7 separate regions of the Mus musculus genome follow, and regions 2, 3, 4, 5, 6 and 7 are each linked to region 1. Evidence: chromatin contacts called from public promoter capture Hi-C data. All regions are on one chromosome and are shown on one strand. The core of a region is the stretch at or near the end of the contact, and the rest is flanking DNA. Distances in the headings are between cores, read along the strand shown.

Evidence for each region. Promoter capture Hi-C pulls out the DNA fragments that hold promoters and counts their contacts. Capture Hi-C pulls out chosen DNA fragments and counts their contacts.
Region 2: a promoter capture Hi-C map of liver shows a contact between it and region 1, with 3 times the contacts expected there. The contact joins the promoter of Cyp2c23 here to the promoter of Pi4k2a in region 1. A contact is called at or near these places in 1 of 39 promoter capture datasets (liver) and 1 of 9 other capture datasets (liver).
Region 3: a promoter capture Hi-C map of pre-B cells shows a contact between it and region 1, with 2.7 times the contacts expected there. The contact joins the promoter of Pdlim1 here to the promoter of Pi4k2a in region 1. A contact is called at or near these places in 1 of 39 promoter capture datasets (pre-B cells) and 1 of 115 datasets of contacts at active chromatin or transcription factors (pancreatic cancer cells).
Region 4: a promoter capture Hi-C map of liver shows a contact between it and region 1, with 2.0 times the contacts expected there. The contact joins the promoter of Nkx2-3 here to the promoter of Pi4k2a in region 1. A contact is called at or near these places in 4 of 39 promoter capture datasets (hematopoietic stem and progenitor cells, liver and stem cell-derived epiblast-like cells), 1 of 484 Hi-C or Micro-C datasets (embryonic stem cells) and 1 of 115 datasets of contacts at active chromatin or transcription factors (pancreatic cancer cells).
Region 5: a contact with region 1 is called in a promoter capture Hi-C map of adipose tissue, with 2.3 times the contacts expected there. The contact joins the promoter of Erlin1 here to the promoter of Pi4k2a in region 1. A contact is called at or near these places in 3 of 39 promoter capture datasets (embryonic stem cells, hippocampal neurons and pre-B cells), 1 of 115 datasets of contacts at active chromatin or transcription factors (astrocytes) and 1 of 9 other capture datasets (adipose tissue).
Region 6: a contact with region 1 is called in a promoter capture Hi-C map of pre-B cells, with 3 times the contacts expected there. The contact joins the promoter of Entpd1 here to the promoter of Pi4k2a in region 1. A contact is called at or near these places in 1 of 39 promoter capture datasets (pre-B cells), 1 of 115 datasets of contacts at active chromatin or transcription factors (large pre-B cells) and 1 of 9 other capture datasets (liver).
Region 7: a contact with region 1 is called in a promoter capture Hi-C map of liver, with 4 times the contacts expected there. The contact joins the promoter of Abcc2 here to the promoter of Pi4k2a in region 1. A contact is called at or near these places in 6 of 39 promoter capture datasets (the C10 cell line, frontonasal cranial neural crest, hippocampal neurons and 2 more).

What each region holds. Positions count from the first base shown.
Region 1 is chr19:42,088,899-42,092,033 of GRCm38.p6, forward strand. It overlaps Pi4k2a (phosphatidylinositol 4-kinase type 2 alpha), which reads left to right and starts at 1,537. Exons shown (of 9, transcript NM_145501.2): 1 at 1,537-2,038. The coding sequence starts at 1,604.
Region 2 is chr19:44,027,747-44,030,658 of GRCm38.p6, forward strand. It overlaps Cyp2c23 (cytochrome P450, family 2, subfamily c, polypeptide 23), which reads right to left and starts at 1,501. Exons shown (of 9, transcript NM_001001446.3): 1 at 1,262-1,501. The coding sequence starts at 1,441.
Region 3 is chr19:40,270,324-40,273,343 of GRCm38.p6, forward strand. Pdlim1 (PDZ and LIM domain 1 (elfin)) reads right to left here and starts at 1,293. Exons shown (of 7, transcript NM_016861.4): 1 at 1,023-1,293. The coding sequence starts at 1,118. Gm41845 (a long non-coding RNA gene) reads left to right here and starts at 1,243. Exons shown (of 3, transcript XR_877853.2): 1 at 1,243-1,457.
Region 4 is chr19:43,610,726-43,614,039 of GRCm38.p6, forward strand. Nkx2-3 (NK2 homeobox 3) reads left to right here and starts at 1,600. Exons shown (of 2, transcript NM_008699.2): 1 at 1,600-2,124. The coding sequence starts at 1,776. It overlaps Gm20467 (a long non-coding RNA gene), which reads right to left and starts at 1,331. Exons shown (of 4, transcript XR_001782682.2): 1 at 1,077-1,331; 2 at 377-465; 3 at 1-185.
Region 5 is chr19:44,068,081-44,071,058 of GRCm38.p6, forward strand. Erlin1 (ER lipid raft associated 1) reads right to left here and starts at 1,705. Exons shown (of 12, transcript NM_001164360.1): 1 at 1,611-1,705; 2 at 1,192-1,315. The coding sequence starts at 1,304.
Region 6 is chr19:40,658,507-40,661,779 of GRCm38.p6, forward strand. Entpd1 (ectonucleoside triphosphate diphosphohydrolase 1) reads left to right here and starts at 1,264. Exons shown (of 10, transcript NM_009848.4): 1 at 1,264-1,394. The coding sequence starts at 1,379.
Region 7 is chr19:43,781,004-43,784,116 of GRCm38.p6, forward strand. Abcc2 (ATP-binding cassette, sub-family C (CFTR/MRP), member 2) reads left to right here and starts at 1,305. Exons shown (of 32, transcript NM_013806.2): 1 at 1,305-1,430. The coding sequence starts at 1,401.

The DNA.
Region 1 (3,135 bases), core at 287-2,786:
TCTTACCTACTGAGTCATCGCTCCAGTCCCTCCTTATTATTATTATTATTATTATTATTATTATTATTATTATTATTATTATTATCATTTTCTCTATTCTTCTGAATCTGTCTGTTTCTCTCTCTCTCTCTCTCTCTCTCTCTCTCTCTCTTCTCTCTCTCTCTCTCTCTCTCTCTCTGTCACTCTCTCTTCTGTGCCTGTCCGTGTGAAGGTACCTGAAAAGGCTTAAAGGAGGGTGTCAGATTCCCTAGAGCAAGGCTTAGAGGTTTTTGTGGCCCACCTGATATGAGTGCTGGGAACTGGTTCCGGTTCCGGTTCCGGTTCCGGTTCCGGTGTAAGAGCAGCAAGTGCCTTAGCTGTTCCTCCATGCCTGCAGCCTCTGTTCTGTCTCTAGGTTTAGAGTGGATGCGCTCTACATTGCACTCCTGCAAGCTCTGCCCTCTGAAGCTTCCGGATGTCACGTGCCCTCTGCTGGCTCACTAGGCCTTTAGTGTTTAGCTCTGCTTTTCCTCAGCCAAGCAGGGTGTCCTAAATAGGCTTTAGCCTTCTTCCTCCTTCACTTTGGCAATGCTCCCTGTGCATGGTATGCCTTTTCTTCCCTTCTCCCCTTGCAATTCAGCTACTTCCTTTAGCAGCTGGCTCTTGGTACAGACCCTGTATACGGCCTTTTCTCACGTTCTCAAGTCTATGAACTATTGCGAACTTTCAGCTAATATTGTTAGCTTTATATCTGTCTCCGGTGGTGCTTATACAGAGTGAGGACAAAGCTTCTTCCTTTTATTAATGAAAACGAGGACCAACTGTGTCTAGACATTCAGGTGAATAAAGTCACGGACTAATTTATTCTCAAGGGACCAAAGCTTTCCTCAATGATCAGATTTACATAGTATATGAGCAAAGCATACTATGTAAACTGCATGAAGACTGACATTTATTATTTACTTTTGGTTTTTCGAGACAGGGTTTCTCTGTGTAATCTTGGCCGTCCTGGAACTCACTATGGCCGCAAACTCAAAGAAACAGATCTACCTGCCTCTGACTTCCAAGTGCAAGGTTTAAAGGTTTAAAGGCATCCGCCCGGCTGAGGTACTAGGATTTTTTTTTTTTAACTTATTGCGATAGCACAAGTGACCTATGTCATTGTTGTCGTTTCAATTCTTTGTCCATAGCTGGTGCTTAGTGACACAAAAATGACATTTTGCAGTTTCACAGTCAGCTCAGCGTAGCCAGTCAATAAGTTAGCAAGGAAGCAGCTATCGGAAAAGCTTCCGAAGATCTGTCTGCCAATTGGAAGCTGGGGCGGGCTAAGGGCAGAGGGCGTACCTAACCCGGGTTTGTCTCGAGCATGCGCGGTCTCCACAGAAGGTGACGCGAAAGCTAAGGAGGCCGCGATTGCGTAGGCGCAGGTTCTGATTGGCCACTACACAAGCGCGAGGGGCCGTGCCTACGCGTCGCCAAGTAAACAGGACAGGCTAGGGGCGGAGCTACGGAGGCGCGGCTCCCTGGTTGGCCAAGCGGGAGGTGGGGGAGTGCCGCGGATTGGTCACGGCCGCGAGCTCGCTGGTGTGGAGCGCGCCGGGTCCCCGAGCCGGCGGCCTGAGGGATGGACGAGACGAGCCCGCTAGTGTCCCCCGAGCGGGCCCAACCCCCGGAGTACACCTTCCCGTCGGGCTCCGGAGCTCACTTTCCGCAAGTACCGGGGGGCGCGGTCCGCGTGGCGGCGGCGGCCGGCTCCGGCCCGTCACCGCCGTGCTCGCCCGGCCACGACCGGGAGCGGCAGCCCCTGCTGGACCGGGCCCGGGGCGCGGCGGCGCAGGGCCAGACCCACACGGTGGCGGTGCAGGCCCAGGCCCTGGCCGCCCAAGCGGCCGTGGCGGCGCACGCCGTTCAGACCCACCGCGAGCGGAACGACTTCCCGGAGGACCCCGAGTTCGAGGTGGTGGTGCGGCAGGCCGAGGTTGCCATCGAGTGCAGCATCTATCCCGAGCGCATCTACCAGGGCTCCAGTGGAAGCTACTTCGTCAAGGACTCTCAGGGGGTGAGCGCGGGGGTGCGGGCGCAGCGGGGGCGGCGCCCTGGGACCGGGGAAAGGGGGAATCGAAAGGGTGCAGAAAAGAAACTTCAGCGCCAGCCCCCGGCGAGATTGGGGATGCTTCTGGGGACTGGAAGTGGAGAAACCTCGCGGGATGAAGAAATCAATCAGAACCTTTTTGCAGGGGAAGGCGTGAGCGAAAAGAGAAAAGAGGAAATTGACCAGATACGGGGCAGAAAAGTCCTGACCCAAGCTGCTTTCCAGTCGGTCCCTTAGCTTCAAACTACTGGGACAAGTAGCTAGTCATTGCCTCCAGATTCAGGGTTTTAGACCTATTCTCTTTCACCTTTTATTTATTTATTTTAGTTTGGCCCAAAGCTGTGTGTCGACCCATCACGGACTCAGAGGATTTAATTCCCTCTTGTGTTGTGGGGCTGTCTTTGTAGGGATCCCAGGTTTCTTATTAGCAGTCATTGGTGACAGCGTGGGTGGATTCGTCAGTGTCATCTGTCCTGATTATTGCTCACTTCTGGGAAAAGGTTCATATCGTTGCTTATGGTTCCTCAGTGTCAGAGTGTGGAGCTTTAAAAACACGAAACTGTCTCCTGCCCTTTAATTTTTCCTTCAGTTCTATATTAGCAGTTTACTTAGCTAGGGCAGTTTTGCTGACCTTAATTCTGTCGCCTGCTTTTGTACTGGGGGGGTGTGGAAGCAGGATAATGTGGGGCATGAGGTGACTGAGGCAGCGAAGAAGTGACCTTTATCCATTTGAGACTTCATAAGAATTTAAAACTTTGGACACAGATCAGACCAGAGCTATTAGAGGATTAGTAGGTCAAGATATGTCAGCTCTTTCTTGTTGATGTTGTCAGATGTGCCAAATGGTTCATTTTAAAAATTTACTATTTTTATATGTATTAAAATTATGGGTGTTAAAGTTGTATCAAAATTCCCTCCCTTCCCTCTCCATATATCGCCCCCCCCCCCCCCACACACACACCGTTTCTCTCTGTAGCCCTAGTTGTCTCTGGAATTCACTCTGTAGACCTGGCTGGCCTTGATCAGCCTGCCTGTACCTTCCCAGTGCTGAGATTAAAGGCATG
Region 2 (2,912 bases), core at 251-2,750, 1.9 Mb after region 1:
TCTTGTTTGCTATAGCGAACATGCAACAGCATTCTGTCTGAGTCGTCCTTATTAAAATATGCTTTCTTGTTTTGGTTTTTTTTTTTTGTTTTTTTTTTTTGTTTTTTTGTTTGTTTTTTGTTTGTTTTCAAGACAGGGTTTCTCTGGTAGCCCTGGCTGTCCTGGAACTCACTCTGTAGACCAGGCTGGCCTCGAACTCAGAAATCCACCTGCCTCTGCCACCCGAGTGCTGGGACTAAAGGCGTGCACCACCACGCCCGGCAAAATATGCTTGTCAAGGAGGGGATTGTCTGCTGTTTGCTTTAATAGTCTCAGGATCAGAGAGACATCTTGTCAGAAAATATGGACTAATTTGTTCATCTAATAAATTATTTAGTTCAAAGATTTATAATCAGAGAAATTTTTATACAGTTTCTCCATCTTGAAGACTGTGTTTTCACACAGTGAACTTACAGAGATATTACCACTCCCACTATAGCAGGAGCAGCCGAGCTGTGCTGTTACAGGAGAGTGTAGGGAGGGGAGAGGTCCTCCTTAGAAGGAGAATCACAGTTTCCCACAGATAATTTAGTATAAAACACTAATGTATACTTTTACGTTTGTGGAGCTTGCTTTTTGGTGATATATATTAATGGAACCAGCCTTTCATTTAAAATACTTTCTGGCCAGGCAGTGGTGGTGCACGCTTTTAATCCCGGCACTTTGGAGGCAGAAGCAGGCAGATTTCTACAGTTCAAGGCCAGCCTGGTCTACAGAGTGAGTTCCAGGACAGCCAGGGCTATAAAGAGAAACTCTGTCTCGAAAAAAACAAAAGACAAACAAAAGAACAAAACAAAAAACAAACAAAAAAACCACCCCCCCCAAAAAAAACCAAACCAAACCAAACCAAACCAAACCAAACCAAACCAAACCAAACCAAACCAAAACAAAACAAAACAAAACAAAACAAAAAAACCCAAAAACCCTACAAACGTTCTGATCCCAGAAACTTCTTATTTAGGAGCCAAACTAACATCTCCGAGTAGGCCGAGGCCTCTCACTATTTGCTCTGAAGTGATCCGGCTCTCGAAGGATAAGAATTATTTACATTTCTGCAATACCAAAAAGGGCACCCCAAAGAGCCTACAATATAAACAGATCTAAGCAGGCAGTGGGATAGCCAGTACCCCATGTGGTCTGAGCAGGACCAAGAGATGAGTGCCTACCTAACCTGGAAGCAACCCCCCCCCCCCCCCCCCCCCCGAGGACGAGAGCCCCTTACCTTGGAAAGCGATGCAGGGATGTCTTTGAGGTCCAATTGCAGTATATTCCCAATAATGGGAAGTGGAGTGGGGCCAGGGGGCAGTCTCCCCCCAGTGCGCATTTTTGTCCACACTGAAAGGAGGCTGAGGGACATCACCAAAACCAGGAGAGCAAGCGTAGGGAGACCCAGCAGCTCCATGTCAGCCCCGGGATGTTAACTGAAGCTGCCTGTTGTGAGCAAAGCTTAAGCCCCAATAATCGGTAGGTGGGCGTTCCCTGCCTGGGCAAAGGCTGCTCAGAGTTTTGGACTTGGGGAAAAAAAAACAAAAAAAACCCAAAAAAACAGAATGGGGTTGAGTTTGTTTGCTGGAGCCTGAGATCAAGAGGGCTGCTGCTTTTCCTTGTACTCAGAAATCCATAATTTTCTTCTTTTTTTCTGTATGTATATGATGTATGTGCACATGCTCACAGACGCATGCGCACATTATTATGTAGGTCAAAGGACAATCTTGGATGTTGGTTCTCGCTCCCCACCTTGAGATACATTCTTTATTGTTTGCCTTTGTATTGCTAAGCAATCTGGCAGTCAAACTTGTGATTCTTCTGCCCCCCACCTCCCATCTTGTCACCCGAGCACCAGGATCACAGATGCACACCACCACACCCAGCTTTATATAGATGTGGGGATTCGAACTCAGGTCACGCTTGTGCAGGGAATGCTTCCGCCTTGAGTCATCTCCCTAGCTCTTGTATTTTCTCGCTACTGTCCGACCTTCTCAGCCCTGCGAGCTCACTACATACAAAGCTGTGCTTGGTATTTCATAGGTTTCTAAGACCATTGAAATAATTACATTTACAGACTAGAAATAAGAAGCTAGGTTGCGTGCTCTGAGATGGTTTAGGAGAGTTTTCCTTGGAGAACCAGGTCTCTCATCAGTTCAACCTTTTGTGTCCATCAACAAGTAATTGAACGAAACATGGTATATGGCGTCCATCCTTAAGAAAGGATGGAATTCTGACATGCACTACAAGGTAGAGGAAGCGTGAAAACTCTATGCCAGGTGAAAGAGCAAGATACAAGATTCCACTCATATGGGGTATCTCGAATGGGCAAATTAATATACTCAGGGAGTGGATAAGAGAGGTTGGGAGGAGGGGGGAGGGGAGGCTATTGTATCACAGGTACAGAGTTTCTGTTTGAGAAGTTGGAAAGCTTCTGAAAACATTGATAACATTAGCGGTCATACACAGCACAGTGCGTGTATCTAATGCCACTGGGTTAAACACGGCAAAGTGGCTTTCATCCTTTAGATGAGGTTTTGCTATGTGGACCTGGCTGTTTGAACTTGCAGTGATTCTCCTGCCTTAGACTCCTGAACACTGAGACCACACCCAGGTCCATGCCATCACACCAGGCTAAAATGGTAAAATTTATGCTCTGGTAAATTTTACAACACTATATAAAAAAAGTGTCGATGGTTAAGAAGTTATCTTGTTTTTATTTGTATCTAAAGTGATCAATCTCTGTTGAGGTCAGGTTGGCCTTGAACTCACCCTCAATTGTAGAGTCTGGAGCATTGAGATTATAAGAATGTATCACCCTATGCTTAGTTCTTTAAAATAATAAACCTTCTGGTTGTTTTTTGAGTGGGTGGTCAAATTTACTGATT
Region 3 (3,020 bases), core at 43-2,542, 1.8 Mb before region 1:
ATGTGGTCCCTCTAGGTCAGGCATCCCTGAGGTTTTTCTATCTCCTTAATTAAAAGATATTTAGTAACACCCCCGGGGCCCAGCGGAGTCACGCGCGCGCGCGCGCGCGCGCACACACGCACACACACACACACACACCTATATGAAAGGACTAAAAATCTAAAGTATTGACTCTCAGTGGGACATATTCCTTGTGTTTGGCCCAAATCACATAGCCAAAGTGTGGACTTCCAAATACCGAGCCTGAGTCTAACAGGGGGTTGCATTTCAATTACGGGCCACGGGTCTAGCAGTCTGCGATTGAGCCACCCGCCCTCCCACAGATAAGACCCAACCAAGAAGTTTTCAATCATCACCACCACACACCGTTAGTGCGCTTCCCCAAAAGGAAATGGCCTTATCGCGAATAACCTGGAGGGCAGAAAGGTGATCTAACCACCTTAGACAGGGAGAGACTACGGAGGTTTATCTGGGGTTATTTCCCAACTCCAGTGTTTCCTGTGAAAGGCTTTACAGAACCGAGAGCCAGCCACGGGTCATATCCGAAGAGTGTAAAATTGTTGTTTCGGTTGTTAGCTGAACGAATCCCATTCGCCTTCCAGGGAACTTTTCTGTACTCCATTCACCTTCCAGGACTTTCTATTGCTTCCGATTAGCTCTCCCCAACTCTTTCACTGTGAAGAGCAAGGAGTGTTAACTCTTGGCGCACAGGGTCTGCGGAGCCCCAGGTCTCCACGCCCAGGCACAAAGCTTGTCTGCTTGCCGCGCCGCGCCACGCTTCCGGGGCGCAGAAAGAAAACTGTCTTTGGCCTTGACTCAGCGCGCACCGAGCCCGCTTGCCCCGGAGCGCGGCGGTTGGGACGGGGTGGCAGATGGCACAGAGCGCTCGGCGAATGGCGCACCTGGATGCGCCCCACCGCGATCCCCTCGGAGCTCCAGTCACCCCGACCTCCATAGGGACGCAGCGCGCCGCCACCCTACGAAACCACCCCGTTCCCACGCGCGTCCCAAGACGCTCTTACCCGGGAAATGGCGAGAGGTTGTTCGAAGTCCTTGCCGCCCACGAGGCGGAAACCCCAGGGACCCGGGCCCTGGAGAACAATCTGCTGGGTGGTCATCGCTAGGCACAATCGGAAGGGACAGACAGGCAAGGCACAGAACTGCACGGCGCGCGGGGCTCCCGGAGCAGCTGTCGGAGAAAGAGCGCGCGGCGGGAGTTGGGAGATCCTGGGACGGGCGGGGTCGCGAGCGAGGGCGGGGACAGATCCGCCCCGGCCGCGTCGCTGCAGCCCCGCCCGGCCCGCGCCTCCACTCCCAGCGGGCCCGCAGGACCTCGCCAGACTCTAATCCGGGAGTTAGGCTCTTCAACTCCGCCCAGCAGCCCCGAACCTCCGCCCGCACCTCCTCCCGCCCTACCCACAGCCTTCTTGCTGCTCCCAACCCGGCATGAAAGCTAGGTGAGACCTAAGCCTTGTCCCCACCTACAGCAGACCTTACAAACCCACGCGTTGTGCTTTGCAAAAAGTCGAAAAGGATTGAGCGAGGTCAGAGCGGTTTACACTTTTGGAAACCGCAGAGCCGTTTAAGAGGCGCTTTCAAGTGATCTCACCTGACGCAATTAGGCGCTTTATCTCTAGTCCCATTTTAGAGATAAAGTCATTGAGGCTGCCCGAGATTATAAAGCACCCCTAAGGCTACGCAACAACTCGGGGTTGCTACTGAATCATTTTCCAGGCTCCTTGGGCCACCCTGGAAGCTTTCCAATGCTAATGGGACTATAACGGTTGGGGGGGGGGGTAGTCAGGGGGTTATAATTAGGCTCTACGAAGTTCCTAGAAACCTTTCCTCCTGGCTGGAGTTGAAATTGAAGGTAGGTGAATTCTGACGTTCCCAACAATTCCATCATGAAGTCCGGGGTGGACCAATGCCGGGAAAGCGGTGAATGGAAATTCCAGGGTTCAAAGCTCCCTATCAGTTTCTTCTGTGAGCTGCCCCCAAAATAAGTTCTCAAAACAGATTAAACCACAACTCATGCTGTCCACTGATGCTTCTTCACCCTGAGTAAAAATCCAACCCTTTAAATGCCTCTAAGGCCACTCCAAGAACGACTTGAATCTGCTGTAATCTGTCTCCAACTTTGACCACACTGGCCTCCTACTCAGAGCTTTGCCATCACGTGTATCCTTCCCCCAGATAACTCAAGGGTTTCTTGCAGATACCATCTTCTGGTTAAGGCCATTTCTGAGAGCCATTTAAACATCCCCTCTAGACCCCCTTTAACTTCCACTGCCTTAATTCTCTGCCCATCCCTGTGTAGTCTATAGTTTACTTATTAGTTTGTCCTACCCACATTCCTAAGCGCTAGTTTCAAGACCTGACGGGTTTTTATCTTGCAAACAGCTCACTGCGGTGTTCCCCGCCTAGAATAATCTCATGATGGATGTAATACATTAGCCAACCTTAGGACCACTGACCCCCTCGTGGTTTTCCTGGTTCCCATTCATTCGGGAAGCTGGACACAGGTTGAATGGATTTGTGAAAAGTGCAGCTCCTCGCGACCCCCCGCGGTCCTGGCCAATCTTTTGCGGGTCTCTGCACAGATTTACATATGAAAGGATCATCTTGTCCCTCACCCAACACAAAGGCCTGTGACGGCCAATGAATTGCTCATTTTTAGAAATCAAGGTCATTCCTGTTTTCTAGAACTTTTAAAACCCCTTCTTGGGCTGGAGAGATGGCTCAGCGGGTAAGAGCACTGACTGCCTATTCCAAAGGTCACGAGTTCAAATCCCAGCAACCACATGGTGGCTCACAACCATCTGGAATGGGACCTGATGTGTGTCTGAAGAGAGCAATGGTGTACTCAGATACATCAAATAAATAAATAAATAAATAAATAAACCTTTTATAAAAAGGATTGGGGCCATAACTCAGTCACTAAGGTGTTTGACTTAAATGAGCAGGAACCTGAATTTGACCCCAAAACTCCTGTGGAAGACTGAGCTCAGGGGCAGGCATCT
Region 4 (3,314 bases), core at 350-2,849, 1.5 Mb after region 1:
CTTTCTTTCCAGGACCAAGGGCATCAACTCCTCTCGCTGCCGCCTCGGGGTTCCGCAAGGCCGCTCTCCACGTAATCCGCATTCATGCCCTGTCTACAAGTTTCCTAGGGCGTCGTCCTCGGTCACCGCGCCGCCATCCGGCGAACCCTTCTAGTTGAGGCCGGTCTCTCCCAAACTGTGAGGTTCTACGGGGGCGGGGGGGGGGGGAGGGAGGGAGAGAGAGAGAGAGAGAGAGAGAGAGAGAGAGAGAGAGAGAGAATAAATAAAAGCAAGGGCGGCCTACTGAGGAACCCTACGTTGAAAGCGGAACTAGTTTGGTTTTCCAAGGCCTGCTGCCCACACCTTTTGCTCTTAATCTCACAATAGTGCCCCTTACCACTCAGGGGCTAGGTATGTAGGCGGGTGGATACCAGAAGGTGGTCTCCATCAGGCAGTTTTCTGAATCTGAGGCTGCATTTAGTCTCCCTGCAGAACACAACCACGGTTTCAGAAAGAGAGAAATAAGGCGTTTCAGAAAGTTGAGGCCTAGGCTCGGGCTCCCGATTCCCTTCAGAAGGCTGCCTGAGCTGCAGCCACAGCGGGGGTCCCCTCCCTTCTGAGACCAGAGCCACCCAGTGTGTGCAGTGGAACACCAGCCCGGTCAGAATCAATGCAGGCAACAAACACTGCTCTGACCTCCCACAAAGAACAAGGGTAGTTACAAGTATTGAGCTCTTTGCTTTAAGTAGACAACTGTGCTATGCTTCCGGCCTGGTTATCCTTTAAAAAACAAAAACAAAAAAACTCCAACAATAACCCTAGAAGAGGCAATTCGGCTCCTTTATATTGACCAGGAAACTGAGAACGTCCAAAACCAAATACTGACTCAGGCCAGGCTTCGAAGCATAGAGCCTCTGCACACTAACAGAACTCGGTCGTCTTGTCTTCTACAGACCTGCTCTCTGAAGCCACTTCGAGGGCTGCAAGGGCAAGTACGGTCTGGACCCTGCCCTCAGGGACTCACAATCTAAAGTGACAATCGAGCGGACACTAAGTACAGCTTTGGCACTAGATGGGAGAGTGACAAGTGACATTACTGAGCAAGTTCCGAGGAAGAGGACCTCTAGGTGAGGTGATCTGGCGGAGTTTCCTTGGAGGTATTTAAGCTTTTCCTCGGAGAACAGCTTTCCACTGTGGAAATGAGGGTGGGAAAGGCACTCCAGGTGGCGAGGACAGCTAGAGCAAAGGTGAGGTGGAATTTGACACGTCGCTCATATTTCCACAGATACAACACTCCTCTCCTTAGAAATCCGCAGTCTGGCCTCTCAGAACTGCCCCTGGTCGGGAAGGTGCAGCCAGGTGGAGCGGGAATCGGTGATTCGGACACCCGGTTTTTTGCAGCTTTTCCCACCGCGACTTGGATCTCAGGACCCTATTCTAGTCCCTGTCTATTTCTGGTAGCGCAGCAACATCCCACTGGGTGGACGCAGAGGGCGTGGCCCACATACACAAGAACCAATTGGGAAGGAGGCCAGGATGCCGACCCCGCCCCTTGACGTGACGCAGGGCCCCCGGACAGAGGCTTCACAGCCCCGGCCCCAGTCCTTGCAGTGGCTGTAACAAAACCCAGACCCCCAGGTCCCGGCCAATGGAGGGGATTTAGACTGGACCGCGTCTGTCAAAAGCTCGACTCCGCACCACCGCGGAGTCCAGAAGAAGAGCTGGAGCCACCGCACTCCCTCCCCGCCCCCGCCGGGATTTATTGAGTATTTGGACTGGACAATTAAGTGGCCCTGATGATGTTACCAAGCCCGGTCACCTCCACCCCTTTCTCAGTCAAAGACATTTTGAATCTGGAGCAGCAGCGGCACTTCCACGGAGCTCACTTGCAGGCGGAATTGGAGCAGCACTTCCACTCGGCACCCTGCATGCTGGCCACGGCTGAAGGGACGCAGTTTTCCGATGCAGGGGAGGAGGACGAGGAAGAAGAGGGAGAGAAACTGTCCTATTTGAACTCACTAGCTGCTGCCGAGGGCCATGGAGATTCGGGTCTCTGTCCTCAGAGCTATGTCCATACAGTTCTCCGAGACGCTTGCAGCGGGCCCAAGGAACAAGAAGAGGAGGTTGTGAGCGAACGGAGCCAAAGTGAGTAGAGGGGGAAGGAAACGCGTCCGCACACCTGGGGCAATGGCTCAGCGCCTATAAACCCACAAACCGTGCCTGCATGGCCACCCGCCCCTTTCACATTCGGCTAGGGTCATGCCTATGCCAGGTTCAAGGACAGCTCTGCAAAGCACAGGTACCTGAGATGGTGCTGGGGCGGGGATAAAAGAGAAAGAGAGAACAGCTCTTGCCCGGAGCAGGGACCCGGAGCAGTCCCCGAGGGAAGGAAAAGTGATTATTGCAATCCTGGTTCCTTGAGTAATGAGTGACGGGGGCCCAGAGCCTGGGTCGTAACTTGTCCGTTGTGTGTGTGTTCTCTCGCACACCCATCTTCTCAAAAAAAAAGGGGGGGGTCAGTTTTCTGCCATTTTTCTGTCTTTCTTCTAACGTGAGGTGAATTCAGCGAGGCCAGGGCAGTCACCCCGGCTGTCCCGAAAAGGCAGTGCAAGAATGTTGTGTTTGGGCCATCCTTTCGGGCAAGACTTTGAGAGACACCAGCTTACTTCGGAGCTTGCAGTTCTTACGTTCGAACTGCAAGGAGGAGAGGTGGTGGCCAATGTGTGGGAGCTCGATCCATATCAGATGACGGCAGCAAGTCACACCCAGGAGGTGAAGGCCTCTGAAAAAAAATATCGTAATGCTCGCTTTGTTTCTTATACTGCAGGCGGAGTGGAATGGTTAAAGTTCCTGAATTAGTTCTGAGTGGGATTCTGGCCATTCAGCAGATCAGAGGTGGGGCAGGCAGGAGAATCAGATAATTGAATAAGCCCATAAGGAAATGTCTGAAAGGGAAACAGGATCAAATAATCTCTTCTCCGAGTGGAGATTTGATCTGGCTGAGACCAAAATCTTTTCTCTAACAATTCTCCAGGCCTAACACAGACATGAAACTGTCTAAATCGGTCCATCCAACTGTTTTTCCTCTGTAAGGTAACATACAGATACTGTCACAGACGCGTTCTCAGTAGTTTTGAAAATTAAAAAAAAAATCAATTCTTGAGCTGCACATACGCCTTTCACTTAGATATTTCCAAAGAGAAACAATTTTTGCAATCAACCCATGCATCCAGGCCTCCAGTCCCCAATACCAACTCGTTCCACACCTTCAGGGGAGTGGAAGGCAAACGAGTTTGCAGATACGGGGTCCTGTTCCGCGGTCGCCTGAAAATTGT
Region 5 (2,978 bases), core at 455-2,954, 2.0 Mb after region 1:
AAGAAGAAACTTTCTGAGGCTAATGGTTCTTTCAATACATGAGTCCAATCCTAGGGGGATGGTTTCTGTCTAAAGGTAACAAAAACCTAGCATGGAAAGACAGACAGCGAAAGGGTTGAGTTGACAGCTGAGAGAGGGGCTTGTTTATCAAACTCTGTAGTATGTGAACGGTGAAAGCACCCCCTGCAAATTTGGGACAAATACAACACAAAGTCCTACTTTACACAACGAATAGTAAGTTCCCACAACATTCATCCTTGTCCTAAGTCATAACTCAAAAGATGAACCTTTGCAGGTTCATTAGTCATTTTTTTTGGAGTGGTATCTCCGTATGTTCTCTTCGTGGTTTTCCTGTCAGAAGGACAGTGATAAACTGGATGGAAATGTGGTCCAGGCTGGTATTTCTTATGCTAGAACTCCATCTGTTAAGACATACCACCAAAAGTATGTATTTTCTAGGATTCTGGACTGATCTAAAAGTAGAAATACCAGTTTAGGGGGCATGATGGAAATATTCAAAAATCTGCTTGTTTCAGAATAAACCACTATCCCAAGTTGTCCACAAACTGGCTTCTCTTCCCAGCTTATACCACGAGGACCTGGTGGGAAGTTAGACTTGATTTATGCCAAATCAGGTGGATGGCAACTGAGTCCACACTCTTTTTCACCTTGACTTGAAAAAAAAAAAGTGAGAAAAGTGGCCTGCAAATGTGGTTTTTGTCTCTTGGCCTTTAGGGATATATGACATTGCTCTGGTCATGAAGACTTTGGGGGACATAACCAGACAATGGGAGATTTTTTAATGAAGAAGAAAAAACCCAACTTAGTGTTGGGGAGAACTGTCTTTATGTAAGACAGAGATCCGGAAAAAATCCACAGCGGCAAACTAAACACCTGTGCAGTTGTGCGGACTATGAGAAGTCATCTCGGTTGCAGTGACTACTTCCGTGCCCCCTAAGGTGTCTTCAATTCTGTACAGAACGAACTTGGCACTAAACTGCCCCGACAACGGAAAAGTGCCCCGCCAAAGGTTAACTCCCGGCAGCTGGGATGAAACCACTTCCCAGGCAGGGCTGGAAGCAGCTCCCCTGACGCCGCGGAAAAGAGCAACTTCCCAGACTTCGCTGTGACCCATTGGACCCTTCCACTGTGCTTCTAGAACCATCGCGGGCTGCACAGGGCGGCGCTCACCTGTAGTACACGGCCAAGTGTCCCTCTTCGATCTTGTGGATGGAGGCGTACAGGAGGATCGCCACCAACCCCACCACTGCAGCCACCAGAAGCCGGGCTTGAGTCATATTCATCCTTGTTCCTCCTGAGCATGGGGAGAAGAGGAACCTCAGTCCGTTGAGTGACAGGCCAGTCCCCACCCAGGGAAGAGCCCGCGTACGGTCGCGGGCGGCTGAGGCGGGAAGCCCCGCGCTCCGGCCCCGGGCTCTCTCTCTCTCTCTCTCAGCTAAGCGCTCCCCTCGCCAACCCCCTGCGCGGGTGCCCCCGGCTCGGCGTACGTCGTGACACCTCTTCCCCGACTCCCCAAGCGTTAGGTCCCGACTGAGGGCGGCCTTGATCGCAGGCACTCGGAGGACCGCGACCCCCGAGCCTCGCCTCACCGGTCAGTGACGCATCGCCCCCGCCCGCACGTGCAGCCGCCACCCGGCCCCGCCAACTGCTGCCAACAGCCGGCCCCGCCCACCTGCCCGGTACTGCGGCTGCGCGGGGACGCAGGCGACGCAGCCCCCGCCCGCGACTCGCGAGACGGTGCGCGGGCGGGACAAAATTGGCCCCGGGTGCGCGCACAGTGTAGTGATTCTAAGTGCCCAGACGAGGACCAAGTCTCCTGGGGTGGGTCACTCGGACAGACGCTGGTTGAGGCATGCTAGTGCACAGGACCAGCCCCTCAGTGTAGGAGTTGTTCCTGCATCCTTTTGTGGTTCGTCCCTAGTCCAACTGGCAAGCACATTCTCCAGGTACACACCCTGCACTAGGGAAACTACCAGACCAGTCTCAAGGAATCAGGGGTTCGAGTTCAGAAGAGGAAGCTATTCAACCAGAATTAACCATTCAGACTTGGCCTGAATATTTATTTTGTGCCAGAATGCTACACCAGAGTGCTTTCTGAAAGCCACCCAGAAACAGGATCAGAATGATATATGTATGTTGAATGTGGAGGTCGGGATTGTCTTGTAGGCCAAAATGAGTAGTGAACGCTTGAGTTTTCATGACGGCGATAAGGTTGAAAGGAGTTGTATGGCAAGATAGGCTAGAACCAGATTTACAAAGTCTAGGATCCATTTTTCTGCTGATAGAGAAAATGTATGACAAGAAGACAGTGACTTCATTTATGGCTGTTAGGCCTGCATGCATGTCAGTCACTATCTGTGTGCCTGGTGCCCTCAGCAGTCACAAGAGGGCATTGAATCCCGTGGAACCAGAGTTAAAGGCTGTTGTGAACTGCCACATCGGTGCTGGGAATCGACCTTTTTTTTTTTTCACTGTATTTTAACATTCTATACCACGTGGACCTGGTGAGATAGCTCAGTGGGTAGAGGAGTTTGTGAACTCCTGAGGACTTCATTTTCACCCTAGACCTCACACAGAAGTGAAAAGCAGAGAACTGACTCCACAAGTTGTCCTCTGATCTCCACACATAAAGGTCCATGCCCCACACCACACACCAACACACACAATAATTAATAATCATAAAAGGTTTAGGGAATAAACCCACACCATGTGCATGTATTACAAAACAAAAACTAAAAGGAAAGGGTAGAGTTTAGAGATATAGGGACACATGGGAAATAAGGGCATTCTATTTCACTAAGGGCAGAGACAACTAGAAAAGGTTAACAAGGTTGGAAGGATTACCAAACTCCTGTGCAGGAAAATACCAGAAAGCAGTGCTTTTGGGGCATTGTATCTGTAACTGGCTGAGAGTGAAGACAGACAGGAAACTGGGAAACGGATATACAACAGCAAAT
Region 6 (3,273 bases), core at 14-2,513, 1.4 Mb before region 1:
AGTGTAGCAGAGAACACATTTCCTTCAAAGCAACCTTAAGTGGTCACTAAATAAATGATTTGGGGAAGAACTATGTCTAACGGTAAAATTAGCTCCAGACACGAATTCTCTGCTATAAAGGAAATACAGAAAAACAAACAAACAAATAACGACAAAACCTCCATGAACTAGGAATCAGAAGGCTGGATCTATAGTCGGGCAATGTGGCTGGCTGTTCATTCATGAACTCACTTGGGGTTTACTGAGTACTGTGTGTGAGCACTGTGGAAGAATCTGTCGTTGGAAGTGAGGTGGTAAACAGGAGGGGTCGTCTCCATGCCTTGTAGCATGCAAATAGGGGCAGGTGGCTTCGTTTTTCTTGCTGTCATCTTGGGTTGATGGGACTCCGCAGGTCTCTTTCAAACCTCACAACTAAGATTACAAGCAGCTTTTTAAGGAGAAGCTGTCCAAGTGGCTTTGGGATCTGAGGACTTACACCGTCCTCCCTGAGGGCCAGCCCACACTTCAGACCTCTTCATTTCAAAACAAGTTCACACTTCACCTGCATTTGGGTCACCTTACGGAAGCCTGGGCGTGGCTACCCCTGTACCTAGGGCTTTGGAGGTAGGAAGTCAAAGCTGGAGAAAAGTGGATGACGTTTGTCATTTCACAGCTGGCAAGAGGTACCCAGTGAGCAATTTGCTCAGTGGTCCCATAAGGCTTTCCGGACAACTGTGTGGCTTTGCCTGCAGCTTCCCCCAGTGCCTGCATTCTTCTCCAATGAGACTGAGGAGTGATTGCTCATCAGGGACTGGGAAGGGGTCAGCTCTATGTGGTAGGAAGAGCAGCTCTTCCTCTCACAGGTGTTGAGTCTCAAGGCTACCAACATTATAGTTGCAAGGCTTGGAGCTTTTTCCTCTTTTTTCTTTCTCTTTTCTTTTCTTTTCTTCTTTTTTTTTTTTTTTTTTTTTTTTGGTAGTAGTAGAAATGTCTTTTTCAAGGGATAAAAGTAGATTTTCTGTAACAGAGGGGGTGAGAGATCTATAACGGAGGAAAAGAGGAAGGAAGGGGAAGGAGAGAGTGAGTTTTGAACACATACTACGTCAAGCCTAGAAAAAAGAAATTACAACCCGGTGAGCTTTCGAGTAACTAGGGGAAATGAGCTGGCCGGCTCCTCTCCCAATCTGTATTTCTAGTCAATGAAAAAGACATCGGGCTTGAGGTTCCTTCCGAAACCGGGCTGGCTAATTTAGCCCCTCCCACAAGCCCTAGGGTCTGTTATATCTCTGAACCGTGAGTACCTCTCTCGCAGAAAGCCACCACAGCAAGCAGAGACAGCAAAAACAAAAAACACCCAAGACAGACGAGGGAAGAGGAAGGAAACAAAAAGCTGCCCCTTATGGAAGATATAAAGGGTAAGACCAGAACTGATTTGATCCAAACCCTTCAGGGGGAAAAAAAAAGCCCAGACCCAAAGAGAGTACTTGAAAGAACCAAAGGCAAAGAGCCTGAATGAACTCTCCCTGTCTCCTGAGCGAGGCAGAAAAAGCTTTGGGAAACAGACAGAGCTCAGGGTTGTAGTGCCCTGGAGTAGGCTGAAGTCGATGAATATTCATAATTAATTGGTATGCAGATGTGGTTTTTTTAAGCGGCAAGTGACTGTTTTTCCAGTCCTCTGTACCTAAAGAGGCAGCTGCTTCATCTACGGTCTGGAGTCATCTAGTGTCGGTTTGGGTCCCTGGCTTGCAGATGTTGGGTTCTGCGTGTAGATTTGTTTTGTTCGAATTTCCTGCTGGGACATTAGCAAAGACTCTCGCTCCTTCTCTGCTGGGAGTTGGACAGGCAAGTTAATGTGGCAAGAGGCTGTCACAACAGGACCCCAGAGTGCGTGTTGTAAAAATGCTGTAAGCTGTGTGGGGGAGTGTGCTTGTCCCTGAGAGGGAGAAAGGGGTGGAGGGAAGAAAGGAAGAGTTCTCTTAAAAGAGCAGGTCAGATCGAACTGACCATGTTAGATTTTTGCCTACGAAACTGCAAGGGCAGACTGGTTTGCACAAATGGTGTGCAGTCTCTGCCTTTTACCTCTTTTGGGCATTTTCTGCCAGGACCGAGAGCTAGCTGCTTGCCAGTCCTTGGGAGCCAGGAACAAAGGGGGAATGTAGGGTCGCGAACCTACTTCATCGCACCGCCAGCTTCTCACAGGCTCACAGATTTCTATCACGTAGGATGCAGAGGGACTAGAGAACTAGCAAACAGATTTCTTCCCACGTAGAGCAGACCAAAGCTGTGTGGGCTTCCTAAGGTTTTATTTACTGTGTGCTGGGACCTGTGCTCCTTTCCCCATACGTGCCGCTCAGCTTCCCTCTCATCAGCCATATAAGGTAAGTGTTGTCCCTATCACCTCCACTTCCTGGAGGATTCAGTGCTGGAACTAAGAGCAGAACTCACCTTGGGATCCTGTAATTAGGAAGTGGCAACTGTAGACGCAGGCAAGGCTACTTAGGAAGACGGAAGCTTGGACCACTGGATGCTAGACTTGTGGGTCTCTGAAGCTCGTGGGGAGGAGATGAAATCTAGTCTATGCAGGAACTTGTATTTTTTCGTGAAGTCTACACCACCAATCTCAGTTGGTGTTAATGGTCATTCCTTCTGGGAGAGAGGCAGACATTGTTATTCTGTATGGTCTTTTACGAAAGAGAGGGTCTGAGGCTTGGAGGGGTTAGAGCCTATGAATCAAACGTCTGTCTAGGTGTCAAAAAGTCTTACATCTAACTAGAGTTCTTCTACTTCTGGTTTCTCTTCTGAACATGTGTCCCCACCCCCCAGCTAGTACTCACCAAGCTACTTTCAGTTCCCCAGGGACCTGGTCTTTCCTCCTGCTCAGTCAGCAGCAAGGCACTTTCCTCCATCTTGGAGGCCTAGCTCACCTTTTTTTCTTCTTTATCCTGGAGTCAGCCCACCTCTGTTTGAGTTCAGCTCCATCTCTCTCTCTCTCTCTCTCTCTCTTTCTTTCTTTCTGTTTTTTTTTTCTGTGAGCCTCAGCTTTCTCACCTGTGAAATGGAGAGAATAATACCTGTAACTAATGTAGACTGTGTGCTCAATAAATACAGACTACTGCTCTTACTCCTAGATTTTTCTTGAATATTGCTCTCCCTGTTAAGCCTTCTCCCATCCTTTGGCCTAGCTCAGGACCTGCCTTGGCCACCTCAACCAGTTTTAAAGTGGTGTTCATCACGCTCATTTTCCTTCACTCTATGACACTTTTTAGCCCACAATGCTAATTTTTGGATTCAACT
Region 7 (3,113 bases), core at 55-2,554, 1.7 Mb after region 1:
TAGCAAAACTCATTTATAATGTCTTATTTGAATAAACAAGAATATAAGTCAGGTGTGGTGGTGCTCAGAAGACACAGGCAGGCAGATCTCCGTGAGTTCCAGCCCAGCCTGACCTACAAAATGAGTTCCAGGGTTCCACATTGAGATTGTGTCCCCAAAAGAAAACAAAACAAAACCAAAAAAAAAAAAAAAACCCAAGATAAGTAAAGAATATATGAATTGTTTCTATTACCAACAAAACAGCATGTCTTAACTGGAGGGAGAGAGGCTATGCGCAATTGGCATAAAATTTCAGTTTTGCAAGATAAAAAGTTCTAGAAATTGGTTAACAATATAAGTCCACTTAGCACTGCTGAATTATATACTTAGAACTCATCAAGATGATATATTTTATGTTATGCACCTTTAAATGCTACTACACAAATAATACTTGATAATTATGGAAAAACAAAGATACAATAGAAAATAAAAAGAGCCAGGCGGTGGTGGCACACGCCTTTCCCAGCACTCGGGAGGCAGAGGCAGGCAGATTTCTGAGTTCGAGGCCAGCCTGGTCTACAGAGTGAGTTCCAGGACAGCCAGGGCTATACAGAGAAACCCTGTCTTGAAAAAAACAAACAAACAAACAAACAAACAAACAAAAAGCAACAACCAAAAAAAAAAACCCTACCTAATCCTGCCAATAAGACTAACATTTTATTGCTCAAATTATGTTCATTGATCCACAATGCTTTCGCTCTTTGATATAACTTGACTTTTTCAAACAAAGTTTATATTACTTTAAACCGTGTTTTATGTTTATCATAAGTTCTTAATCAAAAAACTCAGAGGAGCCAGGCATGGTGATGCATGCCTTTAATCCCAGGACTTGGGTGGATATCTGTGAGTTTGAGGCCACCATGGTCTATAGAGTGAGATCCAGGACAGCGAGTGCCACACAGAGAAACCTGGTCTCAAACCAGACAAAACAACAATCAGAGGTATGGGTATTTAACATCTCTGTGAACTCTTAACCGAGTTCAAACTGAAGTAAAACCCCACATGCAGGGATGCATAGGTTGTGTACTGGACTTCCGACCTGCCAACTGCATTAATGTCTCTGATTGGTTCTTTCTAGATTTGGTCACACTACAGGGGCAGGGCTTTGGAGAAGTGATAAGCCTCCCAGTATCTGGTGATTCCCAGTCACATGTCTGCTCACTGGGATGACATAGCATTCATCTAGCAAAGTTAACTATTAAGTTGTCAGGATGAAAGGTCAGGAGACTTGCCTTTAATTGGGCAGTGAGGATGGGAAAAGCACATTGCTCCTTAACATCTGCTTCCCTTGAGGCAGATGGTAAAGAAGAAACAAGACAATCATAGAAAGTCATCGTAACAGAAGTGCCCTGGAAATCACGATGGACGAATTCTGCAACTCTACTTTTTGGGTGAGAAATTACATTGATTCTCATGGTTTCCTCTTCTCAAACTCAGGCAAGCATGGCTATCGGTATGAACCGGTAAATTTAGAGGTTTATTTGGCCTAAAGTTCTGTTTTTTAAGAAAAAGAAATTTTAATTTAGCCACATGATTATAACACGTGGGAAAGGCATTCCTTTTTTTTTTTTTTTTTCTTTAGCATTTTCTTAGTGCACTGCAGATGATTTTCTCGGACTAGCTGCAGAAGAGCCTCTTATCAGAGAAATAAAGAAAAATGCACTTTCTTCAGTCCTAGGAAGGGAATTGTTGTAGGGTAGGAGGAAAAGAGAAGGCAAATGTCTGAGCTTTTGGGTGATGTACTGATGTAATTAGTGAAATTCCATAATGTTGAGAGGAGCAGGGAAGACATTAGATAGTCCTTAATGTGTTAGGAAGAACTTAAGCCCCCAAGCCTTCATGGCCAAGACATGAAAACTATTAAAAGGTAGCTAATCATCTCTTGAGAATCCCCTTTGAAGGTCAGGTATGGTGGGCATGATGGCACACACCTTTAATCCCAACACTTGGGAGACAGAAGCAGACAGGTCCCTGTGTGTTTAAGACCAACTTGGTCTACCAGGCAAATTCTAGGACAACCAAGGCTGTTACACACACAGAGAGAGAGAGAGAGAGAGAGAGAGAGAGAGAGAGAGAGAGAAGAGAGAAGAGAGAGAGAGAGAGGAGAGAGAAGAAGAAGAAGAAGAAGAAGAAGAAGAAGAAGAAGAAGAAGAAGAAGAAGAAGAAGAAGAAGAAGAAGAAACAGAGACAAACAGAGACAAACAGAGACAGAGAGGGAGACAGACACAGAGAGAGACAGACAGACAGAGACACAGAGACAGAAACAGAGAGGGACAGAGACAAAGAGACAAACAGAGAGGGAGAGAGAGACAGACAGAGACACAGAGAGACAAAGAGAGAGACAGAGACATACAGAGATAGAGACAGAGAGATACAGACAGAGAGACACACACAGAGAGAAAATTTCTTTTTAGAATTCTACAAATCATCTTGTCTGATACTTTGACCTTTCCTTTAGAGCACCAGTACCCACAGATCTGTTTAAAAGTATCTATGGAAAAAGAAAATCTACCTTTGTCTGATCCTGATACAGGAACTGCTACGTCCACACAACTCCGTCTCCAAGGACTCTTTATTACATGAAACTCTTGTTTAAAACATGTTTTTTGCCCAACAGTGCATTGTTATCTTGACACTGAAATGTACCAGGTCCTCTTGCTTTTGATATGAGCCTTCTCAGCCATAGTAGGCTAAAGTCATAGCATGTCTAACCATTCTGTCTGGTGTCTGCAGGTTAGAATATCTACCAGTGTGTTCAAATAGTGCTAGAAACCACGTAGCGTGCTCTTAGACCTGGGAAACTACTTTCCCCTTTGGAGAGAGGAATACTCTTTCTTCTTTCCATAATTTGGAAAATATTTTAGTAATTTTTATGCAGACTAGTCAGTGTAGACATTCACTTAAAATCACATGAAGATACGTTTTGAGAGGAGGAAAGCCACTACATGTCATTAAATGGTGACTGTGTTTTAGTGTATTAATGATGAGCCTGGAAATACACATAGTTATAAAGTAAAGCTTGTTATTGTTATAAATGTGGAGTTGAATTCAAGTTGATTGAAAGCATTTGGAGA